Regions from separate parts of the Gossypium hirsutum genome. Here all the other regions are linked to region 4. The links are chromatin contacts, called in public Hi-C maps. All regions are on one chromosome and are shown on one strand. The core of a region is the stretch at or near the end of the contact, and the rest is flanking DNA. Distances in the headings are between cores, read along the strand shown. Region 1 holds the start of LOC107948290 (CAAX prenyl protease 2). Region 2 holds the start of LOC121228136 (solute carrier family 35 member F1). Region 3 holds the start of LOC107948295 (zinc finger A20 and AN1 domain-containing stress-associated protein 6). Region 4 holds the start of LOC107948390.

Region 1 (3,085 bases), core at 517-3,016, 910 kb after region 4:
ACATAATTGAGCAACACCTGCAAATATCAACAAGAACATGCAAAATAGGATAATAAGATTTTAAAAATGGATCATTTCGTGCCAACCTTATCCTTTTTAACTTATTTATACTGTGGTAAAAGTTAAAAAAACAGATTGTTGCACCGATACATACCACTATATATGCAATGAAAGCATGTCTAAGCTATTACAAATACTTAACACCCAAAGGAAAAAAGATAATAAATCCTCTCATGAATGATCGAACTGTGTTAAACAAAAAAAGACTCACCTAAACTGAAGAAAGTAGGGCAGAGAAAAATGACATTGTATGCTTTAAATCCCCCACAAAGAAGTAAAGGAATCATACATGCTCTAAACACCAACTCCTCCGTCACTGGTGCCTGTTCATTAAAGTACTATTAAGGAATGAAGACTGAAGAAACAGGGAACAATTTCGAAAATTTCCTTCTAATTTTCAATTATTGCTGTTCTCCTAAGAAGGATTGTTAAACATTGAACAATAAGCAGGACATGTAACACAATATTCAATCCATTTGCAAGACTACTTTCTAGAATAAGCAAGCACAATGCAACCTTTTCAACAATAAAATATTGCAAACACACCCTATTTATAGACCTTACAATTATTTGCATTCACTCAAAAGATGAAGAAATTTAAGTGGTAAGCATACTAACCACAATAAAATTCCTCCAGAATAAAACATTGGAAGTTACTGAAGACATCTGGACCGGGAGGCTAAGAAGGGTACTTTTTATACAACCTAACAGTGGCTCTCCCTCTTGATGTCTATGCTCCTTCCACTTATTTACCAATAACATGGACTTGAATATCAAAGATCCAGCATACATAAGAGAAGTCAAGAAAAGAGGAAAGACGATTGCTTGCCACTGTTTCACACATAAAATTGCATTTCAAGAACTGATTTTGAACCAGCAGATCATAAACATAAATAATAAATCCATAACAAAAATGTAGGAAATATACTCCATAAGTATGATTCTTACAAAATGATCCGATCGAATGCCATAAACCCCAAACGAGTAAGATGCCTCCCCACCTGTTATCTACGCATAATCGAACATTGTTAGAATAATAAAAAAAAGGAACAAACGTGTTTTGGATATAAAAACAAATAATAGCACTTCTGTAAAACGCAAAATGGATGATTTTACATTCACATGAAAATGTTAAATGGCTTTAGTTCAATGCATGTTAACAATTCAATATTTCGCTCATCTCTAATTATATATGAGTTCACTTTTTAGCTCAATGAATTAAGTTTCCACTTACTTCACAGAATGACAGAAATCTCAACTTAGTTCATAATTATATAATAATAAATGAGTGAAATAAAAATGAGAGACAAAGGAAAGAGGTATACCGGAAGGACGAAAGCGCAGAAAATAACGGACGCGACGGAGCAAACGGCGGCGCAAATGAACCGTCGGATCATGAAATTCTCGTAGGATTGGGGAGGCGGGAGGCGGAGGATCAGAGTGGGAGCGTAAAGAATAGAAACATAAAACAGTGTCATAGCGATGCAAGCAATCACCGCTACTAGCTTCGATAACCTACCTTCGCTCTCTTCCATGTCTGGATTCGAAGAGGCGGCAGCCAGGATCGCCGGAGAGAGGAAGAGAAGGTGGGAAAGAAAAGCCGGTTCCGGTTCAATATCTTCTCCGTTTGATACCCTTTCAGTGAGAAGGGGCTTCGGGTTTTGACTTGGGGCGGTTCTTGTTTGAGGGTTTTTGGGTCACTTCAAAGCCTCAAAGTAAATTTGGGCCGAAAAGAACCCCTCATTAACACTTTCACCATGTTTGGTTGGGTGTATTGGCTAATCGGTGGGCCCCACCTAATCTCCCTCTAATCTGCCGTTTGGTTCAATGTATTGCTAATCCCCCTCTAATCCGTTACTTTCCTAATCCCCGAAATTCTCTGTTTTGTAATCCCTGCCTCCTCCTCAGTTTACACCCGTTTTACAGCCTTAGCCCTAATTTGCCCTCCCAACTAGAAATCCACCTCCAGCCTCTCCCTCCCAACATCAAACAGAACCTGCGAGCGAAGTCACCTCCAGCCTCTCCCTCCTCAAAACACGCTTTTAAGTTTCTCTCTTCCGCCACCGTCTTCTTCATCATCTTCCCCTCTTTCTTTATTTTTTTTAATTTCAACACCTAACATACATGTTTCATTTCGCAGAAGCCATCTTTATCTGTTTCTCATGTGACTCTGAAGCCTCATTCTTTCCTTCAACGTACCCAAGGTAAAGTTTTCTCAACTTCTTCTCAATCATTTATTTCCATCTACTTGCCTTTCTGTTTTAATTCTTCATGACTTTGGAATTTCTTGCATAAATTTCTATGAAGACAATACTGCTGATGTTTTGGAATTTAAGTTGAAGGAGCTCTCAGCCGTCCATTCGAAATCCCCTTCCGTTCATCAATTCTCTGTCGCCTTCACCAAGACACTGACCCCTCTCTTTCAAATTCTAAAGTGAACCGCCACCGTGCAATGTGTTGTATGCTTTGTTTCAGCAAGGTCCTGGCCCGAGATCCCAACGACACTTCCGCTAGTAATGAGTTATTGGAGGAATTTTTGAAGTTCCTTTTGGTTGGGGCTACTGCAGCTAATAAAACCGCATGATTAGAGCTTGCCAAATCATTTCCGAGATAAGCTCTTTTAAATTCTGGCTTCATTTTTTAAAATCTGTTTTAGCGTTTTGATTTTTAGGAATTATAGTTTGTGCTATATTGTTTGTATTTCGTTTAATGAGTTCCTAATACTTTCGTTTAATGGATTTTAAGCAGCATATTGTTTGTATTTCGATTTCATTATTGGAGCAGTTTTATCAACTGTTCCCACTATCGGTAGGCAACTTGGTTTTAGATATGGTTGATTTACATGATTGAGGCTTTCTCCTTTTGATGGTTTTCTGTTTTGTTTGTCCACGGAGGAGCTATTATTTGAACAAAGTGGTCGTGTGAAATTTAGAACAGAATCTACGTTGTTGATTCCTTGGACCGAGAGAGGATTCGCCAAGCTAAACAGGAATTTCAGGTTGTAAATTTAGAACAAGCACAAACT
Region 2 (2,885 bases), core at 1-2,500, 680 kb after region 4:
AACAAAGAACCCTCAAACGTAAACACAAAATTCTCTGAATGTGTTATGAGTTCTAATCTAATGGGTGTCTCTTTTTTCTAAGATTGTAAAGGAGCCTATTTATAGGCTAAATTAGTAAGTCAAATAAACTATACTAATAAATACTAAATATATTATACTAATAAATACTAAATCTTCTAGAAAGAAAATATATTTTTGTTTAACTTGACTTGCAAGCAATCTCTTAGAATTTGGGTCACACAATTCTAACACAGGGACTTAATTGATTTTTCACATTTTCTTAAGAACTTTTTTGACATATAAATAAAAAAATATTATATATTAATGTTGCATGTTAACATAATAATGATAATAAAGCTAACAAGTATTGAGTGCAATAATAAGTCATATTGTATTCTCAAGAAGAGAATGATTATTAGATAAAACAATCACGAATTCTTAACATCAAGCCCATTCTTGAAATATGGTTTTTGGGCCCTTTTAACCTTAGGTCTTAGGCACTTGCACTCTTAAAGCAACCCCAAAACTAAACTTGCTTAACATAAATTATAAAACTAACATGAAAAAACATATATAGTAAGAATTAATCACAAATAATATTTAAGGAAGCATCATATTTTAATCCGGAGATATATAATAAAATAACAAACCTTATACACTTAAAAACTTGTTCAATTCTTTAAAAACAACTTCAATTAGCTCTCTCACACACACACACACAAAATAACCCCTTATTCAATTACCAATTTTCTTATATTTTGTAGACATGTATATCGTAGTGTTGCTGCTTATTTTGGTGGGATTCATTATTGAATGTGGGATTAAATATTTATTTGTTTAAGTTAGAAATTTAAAGGTTTTATATTTTTATTTTATTTTCAATTCTTTTAGTTTTTAGTTTAAAAATGCAGGTCTATATATTGTTAAATTTATATACATGTAACAAAATAACATCATAATGAATTTAAATTTAATAGGGAATATTAACAGTGTCAATAAGTCTTAAAGTTTAACATTAACATTTTAATTGGGATAACAAATTTCAACTAATTAATGAAATTATAAGAGTTGAGGTACCGAATTATTTCAGAATTGAAATATAAAAATTAAATCTCAAATTTAAAAAAAAAAATATAGGATCAAAATTAAAAATTAACTATCCTTATATAATTAAAAAAAAAACAAATGGAATTGGACAGGCGCCAAGTATGACTTCATAAGCTAAATCAGATCTGAAAAGACATCGGACACGGTGGAGAGTGTCACGTGGGAGCAAAAAGACGATAACTTTCAACTACCAACGGTAACCGTTGGGTGAGGTGTGGAAGCTATTAGGAACGTGGTCTCAACAGTCCAACTACGAAGGAAATGACCCTGGAATGGTAGCTACGCCTAGATGCAGATCTCTTTTAACAAAACCTGACAATAATTAAATAAAGGAAAAAAACAGAAGAAGAAAGCTTTAAAATCCTTTGATGTTGACATGAATGTTACCCCATTCCCTTTTTGACGATCTGTGTACTTGAAGAACAAATTTTATCAAACGATTTTTTTGACAAACAAAAAATGAGCTGGAGTAGTGTCGGCAACTGGTTCAAAACTCAAGTAACTTTGAAGAATTTGTTCAGGCTTTTTCTGGGCCAACTTGTTTCTTTCGTTCTTGCACTTATGAGCTTTACTTCTTCTTTGATAGCCAGTCTTGGTAAGCTCAACTTAACCCTCTACTCTTAACTTGCTTCTGGTTATGAAAAATATTCAGATGAATTTGGAATTTTATATTCTTTGTTTGCTCATCAGTGTGTTGGCTTTTTGTCTAGGTGTGGATGCGCCTATCACTCAGACTTCCTTCACTTACTTCGCTTTAGCTGTGGTTTATGGTAGCATCTTGCTCTATAGGGGTCAAAAGCTAAGGGTAATCACTTATCAACTCCACTAATCTTATATTCAAAAGGATTCCTTGATACTTCAATCCTGTTCTGTTTGCAGATTCCTTGGTATTGGTATCTCGCCCTCGGCTTTGTTGATGTTCAAGGGAATTATCTTGGTGAGTCTGTAGTAGTCACTAATATCTCATAACATGATCTCCCAAAAACATGTTCTTAACTGGGGGAAAAAAGAAAGTGGAATATGTCTGATATGTTACTGCAAAAATTACCGTGACAAAAGAGCCATTCCTTTTTCCCTTTTTTTTCTTTTGCAGTTAACAAAGCCTTCCAGTTCTCCTCAATCACTAGTGTGACACTGTTGGACTGCTGGACCATCGTATGGGCAATATTTCTCACATATTTCTTCATAGGCACTAGATATTCTTTATTGCAGCTAGGAGGTGCTGCTCTTTGTGTGCTTGGCCTTGGTCTAGTGCTCCTCTCCGATGCAGGGGTGGGTGGTGGAGGTAACATTCTGGTCTAATGCAGAAGATATTCTTATAGTTATGGAACTCTGTTTCTTTATGGATGTTTTAATTCGTAAACAGCACGCCATTACTGGAAGTCATTCGAATTTTCCGGAGTGAAGTACTTGTTTCTCTGCACATGCAGGTGGTTCCAAACCAATTCTTGGAGATGCACTAGTAATTGCTGGCACTCTCTTCTTTGCCATGAGCAATGTTGGTGAGGTTGGTGAATCTATTGAACTATTACACCATTAGTTCTGTATCTAATGGCAACCTCAAGATTATTTGTCTTAGCTATCTGCTTTTTCATTTCTAAATTGCAGGAATTTTGTGTTAAGAAGAAAGACCGAATCGAAGTGGTTTCGATGATTGGTCTTTTTGGGATGCTATTGAGCGGTGTCGAGTTGTATCCTTTATGCTTGGTAGCATATGGTTAATTTATGACTTTTGAATTGAATCTGCAATGTGGCATTGCAATTATATATATATATTG
Region 3 (3,120 bases), core at 227-2,726, 530 kb after region 4:
AAAATACTTTTCCGATCACTAAATTGATAAAATTGAAACTGTAATAAGAATCTTGAATTAACAAAATAATGTAGTATTTATTTTGTAAATTTAAGATGCAACATAAAAACAAAATGGAAGGGACAGAAGTTGTCATTTTCTTTTTCAAAAGATAATAAAGAAGGACCACCCCAATAAAAACAACTACATTTAAGGAAATAGCTTTCATGGCTTTTCATGATCGGCCGCTGCCAGCACATTTACACACTATTACTTGAAAATATAAATAAAAACTTCAAATGGAAGAAGCAGGAATCTACATTTCTTTTTCTTTTTTTCACCACAAGGGATTAAAAGAAGAAAAGAAAAAGTGACTTTTTTTTTTTTTACAAAGCAAAAGAGGAAGAGAAAAAAAAAAACTAAAGAGGCACATAATTTAAATATTATTATAAAATATTTATATTTTAAGAAGAAAATATATTTATCCAGCCCAATTGGTTTACTCTTGGTGGTAGGGACCACCTCCGAAACACGTGTCTCGACCTTATCAACGTTTGATGAAATTTGAAATTTTCCCAATGGCTTGGCTTCCCATCATCATCATCTTCTACTCAAATCTTCTCGAGCTTCTCTGCTTTGACGAGGGGATTAGCGCGTGCTATCTCCTCTCTGCCGACCTTCTTGAAATCGAACGTACACCCGTGATTCTCAGGGTACCTGTGGGACCCACAAAACGTAACACCGCACTTGCATCTGAATCCGGTCAACCCGACCCGCTTCCTGCAAACCATGCACCGATTCGGTTGTTGCTGCGATCGCTGTTCGGCCGCCGATGCAATCTCCGGAACCGCCGATTCTCTGTTGACTTCATGGAGAGCCAAAAGAGGAACCTGAGAAATGGATTCGACGACCGTTGATGAAGACGAAGGGGAAGAGGAAAGAGCGGATTTGATCGAAGAAGCTTCCTGTTCCTTGAGACAGAGATCTCTGTAACATTTGGAGCAAAGGTTCATCGTCGCCGAACTTCCGAAAAAGCCGCAGTTATTGACGCAAAGACGATGGCCTTCTGGCGCTTGGCATCTATGCTCCTCTGCCATTCTTTTTTCTCTCGATCTGTTAAATTTTAATTTTCTTAAAGATCAGATCTACAATCTAAAATTCAAATCATAAAAAAAAAAGAATCAAACTAGAGGAACAGCGAAATACAAAATAAAAGGGTGAGAAAGAGAAGTACCTTGAAAGGAAAAGGTGAAAGAAAATAAATAAGAAGCAGAAAGGGAGAATATGAACAAAGGAAAGGATTATCAGAAAGATCAGAGAAAAGAATATTAGAGTGGATGGAGGATAAAGGAAAAAGAGGAGCCAACAACGAAAAAGAGACAAAAAAAAAAAAAGAGTAATAATTTTAAATGTTTTTTCTTTATTTTCTAATTGAATTTTTTTGAAAAATAAAATAATATGGGAATATCTGAAAAGACAGGCTGGCAGTATAACGCTAAAATTGGAAAGTCCAGGCCACGTCCTTTTGGTTATCTTAATTGCCTGCAAATCAAAAATCGCCACGAAAATTCATGCACAAAGGGCAAAAAAAGAAGAGAAATTAAAATTACAGCTGCGTGCTGTCACTCCTAAGTCCTACCTGTCCAGGTTAACACGTGGCATCTGATCTGTGGCTTTAATTATTTTTGGATTAGAGATGAAAAAGTTCTTCGTTTTTTCGCTGAAGTGGTCCTCTTGTTCTTTTTTCTTTGGGTTGGTAGGATGTGGTTAATAATCTTTTATAAAATTTTATTTATGAATATTTTAGTGATTAAGATATTGTTTAAAAATTAAAATTAAAATTTATCTAATATGATCATCTTAGAAAATGCTTTGTTAGAATATTTTATAGGGTCAACTACATCACAAGTAAATTTGTTATGTGTTTGGCTATTCAATCAAGTTCGAAAGTTCGCTTTAAATTAGGAGAGATTAGAAAAAAATACGATATTTTAAAAATAGGTTTGAATAAAATTTAAAACCTATTTTTTATATGGGTTGAGTATTGGGCATAATTTTTTTTATCGAGCTCGGCTCGGCTTGACCTAAATATATTATATTATAAAAATATTATTTAATTATTTATTTATATTTATATTAAATCACCAACTTAATAATAATTAAAATCATTACCCAAAACCTAAAAAAAAAAGAAAAAAGAAAACCTTACCCAACTAAATAACTTAACCTAATATATAAAATTTTAAAATTATATTTAATATAATAAAATAATTATTATGATTATTTTTGCTTTATAATATAATAAAACATTGATTATATTTATGGTAGTATTTTTTTTAATATAAATACTTTTTAATGTATTTTTAATGTGTTAGAAAACTTTTATTTTAGCGTTTTTAGTACATTTTGTTGAAAAAATCCAGTTTGAAAGCAGTTTACTTGCACAATAGAAAATAAAAAAATTTGGATAAAAGATTCCTTGTCGTTCTCGGATTTCAACCAAACAATCTTCTCCACTATTCTCATACCTCGAATTACTACAAATGTGAGCCCGAATCAATTGAATCAAAATACAAAACTAGAAATTCTTTTCTTTTATATGGAAAGAAAAAAAAATCACTTCCCAAATAGAAACTAGTAGAATTGTTATTTCGGAAAAATATATTTAATAGTTGAGAATAAATTCACTCTATTTTTGGACTGTTGTCATCTATTTATAGGAATAGAAAGTAGAACATTTGTTGAATTGTAAAAGTTTATTTCAACTAGATAAACAAGTTCATACTTAAAGTAAGAGTAGGGTGGATGGCATCCCCTAGTATTCTTACTACGGCTACTGCCCCTTCATATACCATGAGGGGATTTTGAGTCTCTTTTACATCGGGTCCAATTATGAGTACTTCCTAGACTTTTCGACTCAGTACTTTGTAATTTGATCAACCCAATTCTATTTTTCTATTACCCAAAATAAACTTTGATATTTATATTTAATTAAATAATTTTCTCATCCAAATTTACCCCTGATAAAAATTTCGAAAAAATATATTTAATATTTCACCATTCAACTTGTTCACTATGATCGAATGATTTATTTTCATTTGAGGGCTTTAAAATATCTCAAAAGCATAAATTCATTCTTCT
Region 4 (2,874 bases), core at 93-2,592:
TACCATAGAACTTCACAAATACCTCAAACTCATCAATGGCATAATCCAAAATGTTTAACATTTTTACGAATTAACCCCCGGGTTAGTTAGATTAAACTAAAAAGATTAAAAAACATAGAAATAATTAAAAACGGGCCAAAATTATATATCATGCATGAGTTTGAAGCTTGGCTGAATATCCCCTTAGCTAAAATGGTGGTTTTGGTTCTTAACAATGTAAAATGAAGAAGATGATGGCTTTCCATTACTTGGTTCTTAACATTTTTACACAGATTCTTCCAACCACCACAAAATATTAACATTTTTTTTTTAGAAATCATTTTCCAAAAGTCATTTTCAGTGAAACAACTTAAATAAATGTGAAATAAATAATTTTACAAAATTAAATTCTAAGTTGCTATGGAAAATTTTATACTTGTAACTGTAAAAGTTATTTGTCTTTTATTAATTACAAAGTTGACTATAATGTTAAAAAAAATAATATTATCTAATACAATATTTTTAAATAATTAATAAAGTTACCATATTTCAAACTTAAATGTTTAATAATATTCGTCTGTTTTTAGAAGTAAAAAGTTTCTTATCGTTTCTATCAGTAGCTTTTTGTAAAATTTTAGAATTATATATAATTATTTCTTCATGCATTCAGTTATTATAATTTTATTATAAATTATTAAATTTTAAAACTTTCATGTAACAAAAATCAATTTAAAACATTCTATGTTAATAAAAAAATTTAATTTACTATATTTGAATTAATATATTGTATTATTATATAATATTTTCGTCTTAAATATTCTCGTATAATTATGTTAATAAAAAATATGTGTTTTTCAAATTTTATATTAAATTTATTTTAGAATCGAGCTCAAATTTATGTTAAACTCGGAAGAGTTTAATATTGAATTATTTCAAATTTAGATCAATTTAATTATTACGAATTTTGATTTTATCAAACACCAACAAACATTCCAACTGAGTGTGTTTTACCACATCTAATTAATTTTGACAGCAAGGTACTGTTTTTTACAGTTTTACAGAAATAATGATTTCCAGTTTTTACCCCAAAAATCAGTAGAAGAGGTGAAATTAAATCCTGAAGGTTTTAATTTTACCTGGTCCTCCCATTCCCACGTAGAACCCCAAATGACAAAATCCCACGTGGTATTTACTCACTACATCTGCGTGTCGGATGCCAATTTCTGCTTCTTTAATTCCATTCACTCGCACGTGCTGGACCCCACACACGAGTCACTTGATCGTCTACGTGGCATAAAATTTATACGTGGCACTCTCAGATACATCCTCAAGGCGCCGCAGAGACTTGTAAGAGACCTTTTCCTTTTTGGTTAGTTTCCTTACAAAGAAGTTGAATGTGTTCTGTTTCCTCTCTTTTGATTTTCTTTTTCCCTTAGTTTTTGAATTTTTGTTTCGTTTTTCCCTCTTTGGGATGGAATTAGGGAGAGGCTTACTTTCGAGCTCGTGCGCTTCGCCAACGGCAGATGCGGCAGAGGATGCGTTGGCGGCGGATCGGATGGATATGGAAGCGGCAGAGATATTGGCCGCCTTGGCGCATTCGAAGAAGTGGGTTGCTGTTTCCGTCTCCGCTGAATTTGGCGCCAAATGGGGATGCAAAGGGAGGAGACTGAGGAAGCGAGCCAGTATCAGTACTGAGTCACCGCCTTCTGGCGTCGGTTCGAACCCGGTTCAATCCGGTTCGGATCTCGCTGAGGTTGGTGAATCAATCTAATTTTATCAATATATATACTTGAAAGGATAGTTTTATCGATATTTTCGATTTATTTATCTATTCTATTCTATTTTAAGAAAAAATTCTGATATTTTTTATTTAGTGGCTTTTCACTGTGTCTGCCCGGAATTAGTGATTTAAATTACCTTTTGAAAGTGATGCTCATAATTGAAAATGTGGAAATAATACATACCAAAAGAAGTTAATTCTTTTTGCTCAAAAACAAAATTATACATATTGATTTTTTTTTTCATGATACTTGAAATTTCATTTGATAAAAATGAATCTGTATTGTGAATGCTGGAAATGTCATTTTGAATAGTAAGAAAAAAAATTCTTTTACTGTTAATATATTTAATTAATATAACCAACCACTCAAATAACTTACTGATTTTCTTATAATCTGTTAAATTCTTGATCTTATCGATGTTAATATGTCAAATGCGATGCAAGAATTTGAAGATAATAGTGGAAAATATCTTAATGTTGAACACTTTGTAGTTTTGTCAGCTTTTATTTCACTTTTCTATTTCTGGGATTTAAAGGAATTAAATTATACGCGGGAAGAAGAAGAACATAGATAAACTAGTAAGAAACTGGTGGCCATAGAAAATTTTCTAATTTTAGAATGTTAGAACATAAGTAATAATCATTGATATGGAAAATGTGGTTAGCTAAACCTGTTGGGTCTTTATTGGAATTCTGATGTGGTTAGCTAGACAAGTTATCTTGTGTCTTAATTGGACGAAGTGATCTGTCACCAAGTGGCACTATTCTTATAAGTGAGAGTGACACTATTTTATGCAGGACTTGAGAACTATTTTTGTTTATAGCAGGATCAAGCTACAATAGGCCAGGAGCAAAGTCAAGTGATAAGCACATCTGTAGTTATTGAATCGGTAGTAGCTGAGTCGCTTAATGCGAGTCATCCTTGCGCTGAAAGATACCCATCCAATGGGGTGCTGAGGTCCAGTCAGAATTTAACCAAGGTATTAACTTGTTTGATTTACCATTTTGCTTTTCAAATGCTACTATTTTTGACTGATTGTTCTTTATCAGGCTGAAAAAGAAACATGTAGATTGCGTAGAATGTTAACCCATAAGGAGTCTGATTGGCAGATGAT

The links. Hi-C and Micro-C count contacts between places; a contact is called where the count stands out from the background.
Region 1: a Hi-C map of leaf shows a contact between it and region 4, with 2.3 times the contacts expected there. The contact joins the promoter of LOC107948290 here to the promoter of LOC107948390 in region 4. A contact is called at or near these places in 3 of 34 Hi-C or Micro-C datasets (all in leaf).
Region 2: a Hi-C map of leaf shows a contact between it and region 4, with 2.0 times the contacts expected there. The contact joins the promoter of LOC121228136 here to the promoter of LOC107948390 in region 4. A contact is called at or near these places in 2 of 34 Hi-C or Micro-C datasets (leaf and petal).
Region 3: a contact with region 4 is called in a Hi-C map of leaf, with 3 times the contacts expected there. The contact joins the promoter of LOC107948295 here to the promoter of LOC107948390 in region 4. A contact is called at or near these places in 3 of 34 Hi-C or Micro-C datasets (all in leaf).

What each region holds. Positions count from the first base shown.
Region 1 is chrA04:50,361,865-50,364,949 of Gossypium_hirsutum_v2.1, forward strand. LOC107948290 (CAAX prenyl protease 2) reads right to left here and starts at 1,767. Exons shown (of 7, transcript XM_016882785.2): 1 at 1,386-1,767; 2 at 1,009-1,068; 3 at 272-383. The coding sequence starts at 1,595. LOC107948291 reads left to right here and starts at 1,844. Exons shown (of 6, transcript XM_016882788.2): 1 at 1,844-2,264; 2 at 2,397-3,058.
Region 2 is chrA04:50,133,347-50,136,231 of Gossypium_hirsutum_v2.1, forward strand. It overlaps LOC121228136 (solute carrier family 35 member F1), which reads left to right and starts at 1,251. Exons shown (of 12, transcript XM_041111306.1): 1 at 1,251-1,702; 2 at 1,818-1,912; 3 at 1,987-2,044; 4 at 2,201-2,392; 5 at 2,538-2,614; 6 at 2,716-2,798. The coding sequence starts at 1,567.
Region 3 is chrA04:49,981,955-49,985,074 of Gossypium_hirsutum_v2.1, forward strand. LOC107948295 (zinc finger A20 and AN1 domain-containing stress-associated protein 6) reads right to left here and starts at 1,477. Exons shown (of 2, transcript XM_016882793.2): 1 at 1,214-1,477; 2 at 189-1,092. The coding sequence starts at 1,076. The coding sequence ends at 591.
Region 4 is chrA04:49,449,645-49,452,518 of Gossypium_hirsutum_v2.1, forward strand. LOC107948390 reads left to right here and starts at 1,343. Exons shown (of 9, transcript XM_016882925.2): 1 at 1,343-1,732; 2 at 2,584-2,739; 3 at 2,810-2,874. The coding sequence starts at 1,451.